2 separate regions of the Mus musculus genome follow, and region 2 is linked to region 1. Evidence: chromatin contacts called from public HiChIP or PLAC-seq data. All regions are on one chromosome and are shown on one strand. The core of a region is the stretch at or near the end of the contact, and the rest is flanking DNA. Distances in the headings are between cores, read along the strand shown. Region 1 has its middle 220 kb from the start of Gm31870. Region 2 has its middle 120 kb from the start of 4930503O07Rik.

Region 1 (5,191 bases), core at 2,429-4,928:
TATGTTCTTCCTTTTCCTCCTTGCTTCTTTGTTTCTGGCCCTCCTAGTGACAGATGTATTTCTAATACCACCAGCAGCTAGATCTAGCCTTTATCCAGCTTGGCTCAGCAACCTGGTACTTGTGGTGTTTCTGAAAGAATAAATTAGAACTTAGTAAAATAGGATTAAGAGTTGCAATTATTTCTTCTTCCAAAAAGCCATCGACTAAATTATATACTAAGTGATATTTTTTTCTTTCTAAAATATTGCTGAATTAAAGATCTCTTTTCTTTCTTTTTTTTTTCCTTCAAAGCAAGGAGATTGGCATAGATCCAAGAGTGAAAGGGTTGAAATAAATGGGAATTCTGTGATTAAAAATGTTAATAGTAGTATCACCAAGATTTTAGTATCCTGATCACTCTCATTTAAGATTTTAGCCAATTAAGTAGAAGTGAAAATATCTAGTTAGAGCCCCATGTCTATAGATAGACTCCTCCTATGAGGCACTTCTGAAAAGCATAAGAAGAAACAAAGGGATGGCTGAAATGTGGTGACATGTTTTCACACAGGAATAAGGCAGTGACTTTGGGAAAAATATCTATATTTGAGTTATCATTAGAATGTCGAAAGAGGATTAGGGAGACACTGATATCGCTTCCTGAAGATATTGCAGGAACCTAATAGCATTGCTGTGTCCTTATATACACCAAAAATCTGTAGTGGCAATTTTGGAATTTTGGTTTCTTAAAAAAATAGAAATATTATAAGAATATATTTTCATTTTAATCCCAGGTGTGGGATATGGGGCTGCTTCAGGTTGTCCACAGCAGCTGACTATGATTGCCTGGGGCTCTGTCTAGCAGGGGTATGGTTTAGCTGCAGAGAGTTTATACAATTGTGGGACATTTGGAATTCTGGGGACTTTTCAAAGGATATATAAATGCTAGGACCCTGAAAGATGTGGTGGGTATTTGGCTATCGATGGGTTGTTGGTTGTTGTTGGTCATGGTTTGTTAAGAAGTTATGTGAAAAGAAGAAAGAACAAGAAGAAGAAATTAGATATCCTACCAAAACTTGCCCCAAGGAACTCAATGCCCCTAATCAGTAGGAAGTAGTTTAACAATAACACTGCCCACTTTCTGACCTCTGACATTATTCAGTGATCTCTACCCTCTTTGTCCTCTAACCTTTTTCCTCTATTATTTAGTGTTAAGGGATTGAATGGGTGGAAGAAAGGGAGTGGAGAAGGGTGGAAAAAAAGAGGAAACCACTAAGTAGCAAACACCGGCTAAATGAATCTTCCAATTCCTGCATCCCTTTCAAGCTGTCTCCACCACCTCATTTTATAGATGATAAAGTAACAATCCTCCAAAACTCCAGAGAAAACAACTAAAATTATCAACAGGATGTATGAAAATGAACCAGAAAGACTAGAATAATCTGCAAAGAAAATATTAGGAGGGGTGTGTGCTTAGACTCCTTTAAAAGAGCACAGAGTGTGAAAGATGCTGTGTCACATGACGAACCTGCCAGCTGTAAGAGATACCCAGGTGAGGCAGGAGCTAATGCTGGTGTCTTAAAAAGGAAAACTGAAACTAGCAAGACTTGATGCTTGCCAATTTTGAGTCTCATTCTTTCCTCTCCTAAAGATTTATTGGAACTTGCTTTATGTCAATCAGTTAGGTAAGCTCTTATGTACCCAGACAAGATAAGACACGTCTCTGCCTATGACAGTAGGTTTCACTGAAGGGAATGAGAGCTACAGAAAAGTAGGCATGAGATAGTTACAAATGTGGTCCTAAGAGAATGGGGTTAATGAACTTCACACTGAGGTGACATTTGACCCAGACACTGAAGAATGGCTGTGGTTATGTCATTAGATAATGAGCAACAGAACATTCTAGACAGAGAAAAGCTTGAAAAAACAAATAGGGTGACAGAAACCAGTAAATATAAAGGCATACAAAGATAAGAGGTAGACTTAAAGGGGTTGTTCCTGCCCAGAAATAAGAAGTCCCTGGAAGCAAGACTCAGGAATTCATAAGTGAAAGGGCCATTAGCATCTTGGGCAGTGAGAGAACATGATTAGACTGGCATTTTAGAAATACAGCTTAAGCCAGGCAGTGGTGGTGCATGCCTTTAATCCCAGCACTCGGGAGGCAGAGGCAGGTGGATTTCTGAGTTTGAGGCCAGCCTGGTCTACAAAGTGAGTTCCAGGACAGCCAGGACTATATAGAGAAACCCTATCTCGACCCTACCCCCACCCCCAAAAAGAAATACAGCTTAGTGTTGGTTACCCTATGGGACTCATGTGACCTAGGCAAGATCTTTCTGCATTCAAAAATGATCTCATGAATTAATAAATTGTAGTAAATTAGAATACTTGACGACCCCAGCCCTGCTGAGGTCAATGACTTTAGAACACTATGACAGAGTAACACGTGTGCTGGTTTTATTTTTGCTGGGTTGCAGGCAGGGCCTGTGGATTGTGGGTAGAGTTTGCTGCCTTACTTGATCAGTTGTGGAATAAAGTCTTCATAGACTGGAGAAGTCTATGAGCATACTAAACACAAAGACAAAAACTGGAAGCTCTTATCCAGAAGGAAAGCATTCTCTTCTGCCTACATTGAACTTTTGTAAACTGCCTGATCTTTGCCCAGCCTGCCTTTCTTACCTGTGAGGGGTATGGAGCTGCTATTTGGAATCTGTCAAAGCTGTAGCGAATATGGAGGGCAGCATAGCAAGGTCAGGGAGAAAGAATCTAACATTTGACAGAGGCTGACCCCCGAGTATAGAGCAAATCATTTGGCTACTAGCTCAGAATGCATTTTAAAAATACAACAAATACAGGTTTGGGGGAGTAAAATATAATGGTCATCGACTCACTTCTGTTAATGTTTGCAGAAACGGGTATCACACCTGTCGGTAAAATGTATGCTGAAAAGGTGCTGAAGAGATTATTAGCACACCAAGAATTTTCACACCCAGACTGGAGATTGGGAAAGGAGAAGTAACAAGATTTAGGGAGGAAATTTGGAATAAGAGGCTGAGTGAGACAAGATCAAAGATGTTTTGTGAACACAAGTAAGTCACACAGAACCAGCGGGAAACTATTCCCAGTGATATTTGGGGATATTTGTTTGTGATTATCCTATCTTTTAAAGAAAGATTTCCTATTCACAGCTGCCACCATTTTATTAGGATACCCCAAAACTTGAAACTTCCTGATATCTGAATTAGTCTTTTTCTGATTACACACACACACACACACACTCCCCAAGTCTTGCGATTTACTTGACTTAGCTCCCAGTTTTAAATGCTCAGGCATGATGTCAAAATTAGTTTAGCGTGACCTCAAGGCATGGAAAAAAACAAAACAAAACAAAACAAAACAAACAAACAAAAAAAAAAAAACCCCAGAAAGGTAAAGAGTGTCTACAGTGTATCCTGAAGACAGCCTTCACAATGACCTAAAGGCTTCCCACTAGATCCTACTTCTTAAAGATACTCCCATCCCTTTAGCACTGCCTTGCAGGGAAACAAGTTCCCAACACATACAAGTTTGGGAAGAGTGAAATCTGATCCAAACCACAGAAAAGACAACATCTTAGCCAAGTTTACTCCACTGTTGCCAGCTGGTCTCCCTGACCTGGTTTTATACTCTTTGCCCTGTGTTGCTCCTGCTTTGGTATGAAATATGTCTGACTCATCATATCACGGGGCACTTGGGAATTCAGGCCTCCATGCGTGTCACTGTTGAGATGTGTCAATATAAACAAAAGAATAGGAATAGCCAAGAGCTAATAAAATGATTTTTTGGTTCTCTAATGATAGCAATTAAGTCAGAAGGATTGCTTCAAAGCACCTTAAAATTCCTAAAGGACGGGGGCTGGTGAAATGGCTCAGTGGGTAAGAGTACCCGACTGCTCTTCCGAAGGTCCGAAGTTCAAATCCCAGCAACCACATGGTGGCTCACAACCATCCGTAACAAGATCTGACACCCTCTTCTGGAGTGTCTGAAGACAGCTACAGTGTACTTACATATAATAAATAAAAAAAAAAAAAATTCCTAAAGGACAAAATTGCTCTGCCCCAAAGGCTGTGAAGTAAGATGAGCAGTTGCCTAACTTTGAAAAACATGCTACTCGCATTAGGAAACACTAGTCTTCCTTCTTCCTGCTGCCCTTGGAGTCAAGGAAAGGACACTTTGCTTGCTGAGGAAAATACTAAGCAGGTGAAACAGGTGATCCAGCAGGTCTTCCACAGTGGTAACTATACATCATCTAAATTTTCTAGAGCAGTAAAGTAGACTAACGGAAGATAAAGGGGTAAGGGAGAGTAATGGGCTATGTCAAGATATGCTCAAAATCTATTATATACTTGTATGTAACCCAATATAATACACAGTGACAAATAGAGCAGCGTGGTTAAAGGGCATGTTGTCTAACCTTCTGTGATACCTGGGTCTCTGTCTGTGGCTTCTTACTCATGTTACTGTACTATGTGCAAGTCTGGAAGACACAGAGTGCATATCAGTGCACACACTGCTAGTGGTGTTTGATGTCTGCCACTTTAGGAACCAGGAAATAGCCATGCAATGATCGTCAATTAATTTCTTTAAATCACTTTTTATCAGCAGACGAATCTTTGCAGGTCTATAAACTGCTACCACTTTAGGCAAAGGTAGTTCTAATTCTCCATTATTTTGCTGTAATAGACCTAGTGATAGCATTTACCCTACCAAGGGGCACCTTTTCTGCAGCCTAGCTCTGCACATGGAGAAATAGGCATTATAAAGCCACTCTGATCTGGCTCTGCTCTGTCCATCCATATATAGAGCCTTTGGTGCATTTAAATTGCTTTTTGCAGCAGTTGAAGGGATCAATAGCTCTTAGACTCTTTAAGGAACGAATAATATACAAGATGGACATTTTAAGCTCTTTAGAAAATATATTCATGAGGTCATCCTGTTTCCCTTGGTACCCAACTTTGCTAGTGACATTTATTAATGTTTTTGCAGCAAACAGGAGGTGGAGTCCTCTAAAGGCTCTCGTCTCTGTTCTTCCAGAAAATATTGATTTTATTACAAGAATTGGGGGTTGGGCAGTGTTAGAAAAAAATAGATGCTCAAAGAAAAAAAAAGAAATCTTACAAAGGATAACTTAGCTCAAAGCTGGCTTGACAAAGTAACATTCTCTAAATTGCTTTGTAC
Region 2 (4,754 bases), core at 702-3,201, 240 kb before region 1:
CAGGCCCAGCATGTGTTCACCTGTATCAGCTAATGGCTGCTCAAGCACTTCAGACATCTGAGGAATCTCCCCTTCCCTCCCCTTCCTCCAAATGCTTTGTAAAATTCTTTGCTTGGCAGAGAAAAGGCCACATCACACAGCTGCTTCTGCCCTGCTGGTCCCCATTCTATTGTAAGGTCCCTATTCTATTGTAAGGTGTATTACAGTTGAGTGTGGTGGTGGTTATCTTTTAAAAGGCCTTACATATTCCATCTCATTGAATAACAGATACCAGAAGAGGAAGGGGAAGGAGAAAGAGGCTGTGGAATGCTACAAAGGGCAGACTGAGATGAGTCTGTATATACCCTATCCTCCCAAGAAAAAGGATGCATCTCCTATTACAATAGAGGAGATGGGAAACCATTTCAAACCATGGTATTACTCCCCAAACCTTCCATTTTATCTCAGCACTTAGAAGCAACTTTACTGTCTCTCTGGGGTGGGGTTGATAAAGCTGACTCTCTCCTATGCAGCTCTGAGAAGTCTCCCTCCACCATCTATCATTTAACAGCTCAAAACTGAAGTAGACAGGACAGAGCACCAGATTGCTGTGGAAGCCCTGCTCCAGTCGAGGGCTGGCCTCTCATCCAACCAGATTGAAATTAGGTTTCAAAACTACCCGTGAGAAAGAAAGATGAGATGGAAAGTCGCTGATGCAACTGAAAATGCTGTGGTGATAGCTGACAAGGGAGAGAGTGGGGTAAACGGGGCTGCTCAGAACACTTAAATCGTCCCACTCCACATGCCTGTGGCTCCCTGGTTTCCCCCAACTCTGTTTTATTAACTTTCCTTCTTTTATGACTACTTTAATAAACCTAGCTATTTTCTTCCCTGTGCAGGGAAGATCATAAACTCCCCTGCTTTAAAAAAATACAAATAAATAGCTCAGTGTCCTGAGCTCACCCAGAAGGAGTAAGTAGGACATAGGAGTGTGTTCAATAGCTACATCTAAGAGCTCCTTTTGAGAGTTTGCCAGGCGCAAGGATCTCATCTGGAATCCAGCAGAAGCCTACAAAGGAGGGCGAGCTTTTGTGGACTTTAGTGGGAGGCTAATCCTTTAGGCCTGCTCATTTAAGTTGTTTATGTCTAGTGAATTATCCCCTAATCCCTGCCCTTTGCCTGAGGCCAAGAAAGTTCTGCCTGTCTCTATGTAGAGTAAGGGCTAAGTCTCCTCTAAAAACTGAGCATCTAGTCTGACCCCTTAGGTACCTAGACACCATAGGATCTTTTGGGAGAAGTTAGGAGAATTCTGTCTGTCTGTCTGTCTGTCTGCCTGCTGTCTGTCTGTCTGCTGTCTCCTCCTCCTCCTCCTCCTCCTCCTCCTCCTCCTCCTTCCTCTCTCTCTCTCTCTCTCTTTCTATTTCCCTTTATCCCCTAACCCACACATACTCAAGCTATCATCCTTGGCTATACTTTAAAAATCAACCCACTTTTAGTGTTTGCTTGATACCTTGTATTTGGCCTAAGCCACCCTTATGGATCCCTAGCATTATGCCAGTAAGTAATGTGTATCTGCTTTCTTCTTGCCCTTAACCCCACTCCATTCTCTGGTTGTTTTTGAAAGCAAAAAAGTGCTGGGAAGGTATTCACTTATGTCCTGTATGTTACAGCTTACTCAGTGTGACTGGCTTTGTGGGCCCTGTGACTCAGCAATTCCTTGGGAATAATGGATTGTACCTACCTCATTGGTTCTTGCCTGTGCTTATACCTGAAAAACTCTGGAAATCTCATTTTTATTCACACACACCTTTCTCAAGAGTCCCTTGATTATTTTTCCTGGATCATCTCATTCTAATCTGAGTAGGGGAAAAATAAGGAAAAACAAACCTTCCGGCACCCCATTGATCTTTACTGTCACAGTACTTGCCCCACCCAGCTAAGCATACACATTTCCCCTGTCTTTGCCAATCTGTGCTTTACTTAGGGGTAGACTTTCGACTTGAGCTAATGGCTGTTTCCTCCTGGTTAGAGCAGAGCATAGTACAAAACAGGTACTTCATAAATACTTAGGTTCAGTCCATTCTGGGATCAAAATTTAGAGGTAAATTCTGCATTAGGGTTGTAGGCAGGTTCCCAAGGTGGTGCTAGACCCCGTTCCTCCTCTGATGTAGATTTATGGTGACTTTGGAGGGCAGTTTCAGGACTACTAGTCAACCACTGGCCATGACCCTCTTCTCCAAGTTTTGAAAGGAAATTTAACCAACTAGATCCCAATCACTTATGCTCAGTGGGAGCACATGTGGGTGGTAAGAGAGAAACCTTCCCTAGGCAGCATCATTCCAGAGCAGAGCAGAGCAGAGCAGAGCAGAGCAGAGCAGAGCAGAGCAGAGCAGAGCAGAGCAGAGCAGAGCAGAGCAGAGCAGAGCAGAGCAGAGCAGAGCAGAGCAGACAGAAGCTGGCAACTCAGACCTAACACAGTGGCCTCTCTCTGTCCCTTTATTTCCATGATAGGCACCACAGAAGTCCCTAGAGTGGCCTAGCTAAAAGAAGTGAGGGTTGGGCAGCTGCTGAGGGATCTGATAAGCTCCCCAGAAAGGGCCTTGGGGTTGGGATTGTAGTGGAATCCTGGTAGGCTGACTGGGTTACCAGGCATTGACTATCTTCCATGAGCACTTCTATGATCTGACTCACACTGTCTTTCTCTTGTACCCACGGCAGTCATGCAACCCTCCCTAAGAAGGTTCAATAGATACAAATGTACAGTGGTTTTCCTGGGTGAGGATGGAATAAGAGAGAATAAGGGAGTCAAACTGGTCAAATGCCCGATTTCAATCCAAGACCTCCATCTGTGGTCTAGCTTGGTGTGCCAGAGCTCCACACTGGGCACAAGAGTTTCTAAAACAGACCAGTAACAACAGAACTGATAAGCAGCTGTGAGAGCATTCAGTAACCAGGTGGGCAGTCCACATGTACATGTGGTCTAGTAGTGACAACTGGTAACAGAAATCTCAGTGCAAGAAACCAGCAGAATCCAAAAGGTGAGTGAAGGTAGGAACTTAGAATCCCGGCTCAGCAAGATTCTCTTTTCTCTCTTGTAGGGACAATGGTACAGGGATTATTGAAGGAACTGAAGATGCTTGGAGAGGCATGTATCTCTTGACTGAGCTTAGAACAGGTTAAATGGAGAATTAGTTTAATAATTTAGAACATGGTACCTAATTCAGCTGGACCTATCTCAGGACCCTCTTTTTTTTTTTTCCTGCTTAAGGAATTTATTAAGGGTATTTACTGCATAGGGGGCTGGTGATTACGTTTTCATCCTGGCTCAGTTCTGTTTCTTCAGGCCAAACACAGGCACTAAGCCCACAGCCACTCACCCTGTCTGTGGTGCTAGAAACTGGAACTAACAATTTAGAAAGTGTCTGTCATCATTCATCTCTTCTGATATTAAAAATGGAGTATTCTGATACCGTCAGCAGGTTTCAGCCAGCTCACTAGCGCATCATGGTTTATAGAACTTTCACACACCTCTCTTCTCCTTGGCAGTGGAGCCAAAACAGAATTACTTAAAATGAATCCCAAATATGATCTACTGGCCCTTTCTTTCCAGTCTGTTACCTGTTTTCTGTGTCTTGTCTGGGTAGTGTCTCCTACCCCAAGGCATTCTTTACAGTTAACTGATGATAGAAAGATGATTGGTTAGAAGGCAGAGATGGGTAGGGGGAGGGTAAACAGAGCTCAGTATCCCCAGCTAAGAAAAGATGGCTACAGAGTGAGGAGCCACTGTTGAACTATCTCAGGCCAGCCTTGCTTTGGGGGGATAATCTCTGGCACAGTTGCTTTGGTTGCACTCAGCTCCTTGGTGGGCACCTGCTCCTGGAGAACCAGGAAAGCCACCTTCATCATGGCCTTCTGAGAATCTTGGCATGGAAGGAGGGATGCTATGCTGGCTCATGTTAACTGATGGTGTCAGGAGGCTGGACCATGCCAGGAAAGCCTGCAGCAGACTGAAGGAAATTTACAGCTTGTTTCCAGGTCTGCTGGGAGGTCTAAAGAGATCGAAGTCACACTGTCCTGGTGAGAGATATGGTATAGGCAGAGCTTCATTGAAGTCCTAGAGCAGGTATGGCTCATTTTTTAGTCCAAATGAGTCTTAATAAAAGCAGCTGTGGTAGTTTGAATAGGAATAATCCCATAGACTCATGTGTTTGAATGCTTGGCCCTATATGGAGTGGCATTATTAAGAGATGCCCTTGTTGGAAGAAGCATGTTATTGTGGAGTCTCCTATGCTCAAGCTATGCCCTGTGGGACACACAGTCTCCTGATGCCTGAGAATTAAGATGTAGAACTCTCAGCTCCTTCTCTAACACCAGGTCTGCCTGCATGCCACTGTGCTTCTCACTGTGACAATAATGAACTTTAAAACTCTGAAACTGTAAGACAGTCCCAATGAAATGTTTTCCTTTATAAGAGTTGCCATGGTCATGGTGTGTCTTCACAGTAATAAAACCCAAACTAAGACATCAGTCAAGGACAATTCATTGAAATTTCTTGGCTTCTGGGTCAAGAAGGCCTGTATCCAACAATCTCTCTCAACTCCAACAAGATCTTTGGAACTGGGTACTGAGGGATGTTTCTCATAGCCATGACCCATATCTTCATGTTAGTTACTTTTCTGTTGTTCTGATAAAACACCATGAGCAATGCAACTCAAGTAATCCTAGAATAAGAGTCCATAGTATGGAGATGTGGTAAGACTAGTAGTAGTAGTAGT

The links. HiChIP or PLAC-seq counts read pairs in DNA pulled down with a chosen protein or histone mark.
Region 2: an HNF4G HiChIP or PLAC-seq map of pancreatic cancer cells shows a contact between it and region 1. The contact joins two enhancer-like sites. A contact is called at or near these places in 5 of 484 Hi-C or Micro-C datasets (myocytes and uterus) and 1 of 115 datasets of contacts at active chromatin or transcription factors (pancreatic cancer cells).

The regions. Positions count from the first base shown.
Region 1 is chr1:193,869,393-193,874,583 of GRCm38.p6, reverse strand. No RefSeq gene overlaps it. Among named protein-coding and RNA genes, the nearest start is that of Gm31870, 220 kb to the right of the region's middle. Within about 2 kb of position 3,678, at least 27 of the 459 cell types and tissues checked have an H3K27ac peak or open chromatin away from gene starts, as enhancers often do. A contact at or near this core is called in pancreatic cancer cells, where this site is marked.
Region 2 is chr1:194,104,663-194,109,416 of GRCm38.p6, reverse strand. No RefSeq gene overlaps it. Among named protein-coding and RNA genes, the nearest start is that of 4930503O07Rik, 120 kb to the left of the region's middle. Within about 2 kb of position 1,951, at least 18 of the 459 cell types and tissues checked have an H3K27ac peak or open chromatin away from gene starts, as enhancers often do. A contact at or near this core is called in pancreatic cancer cells, where this site is marked.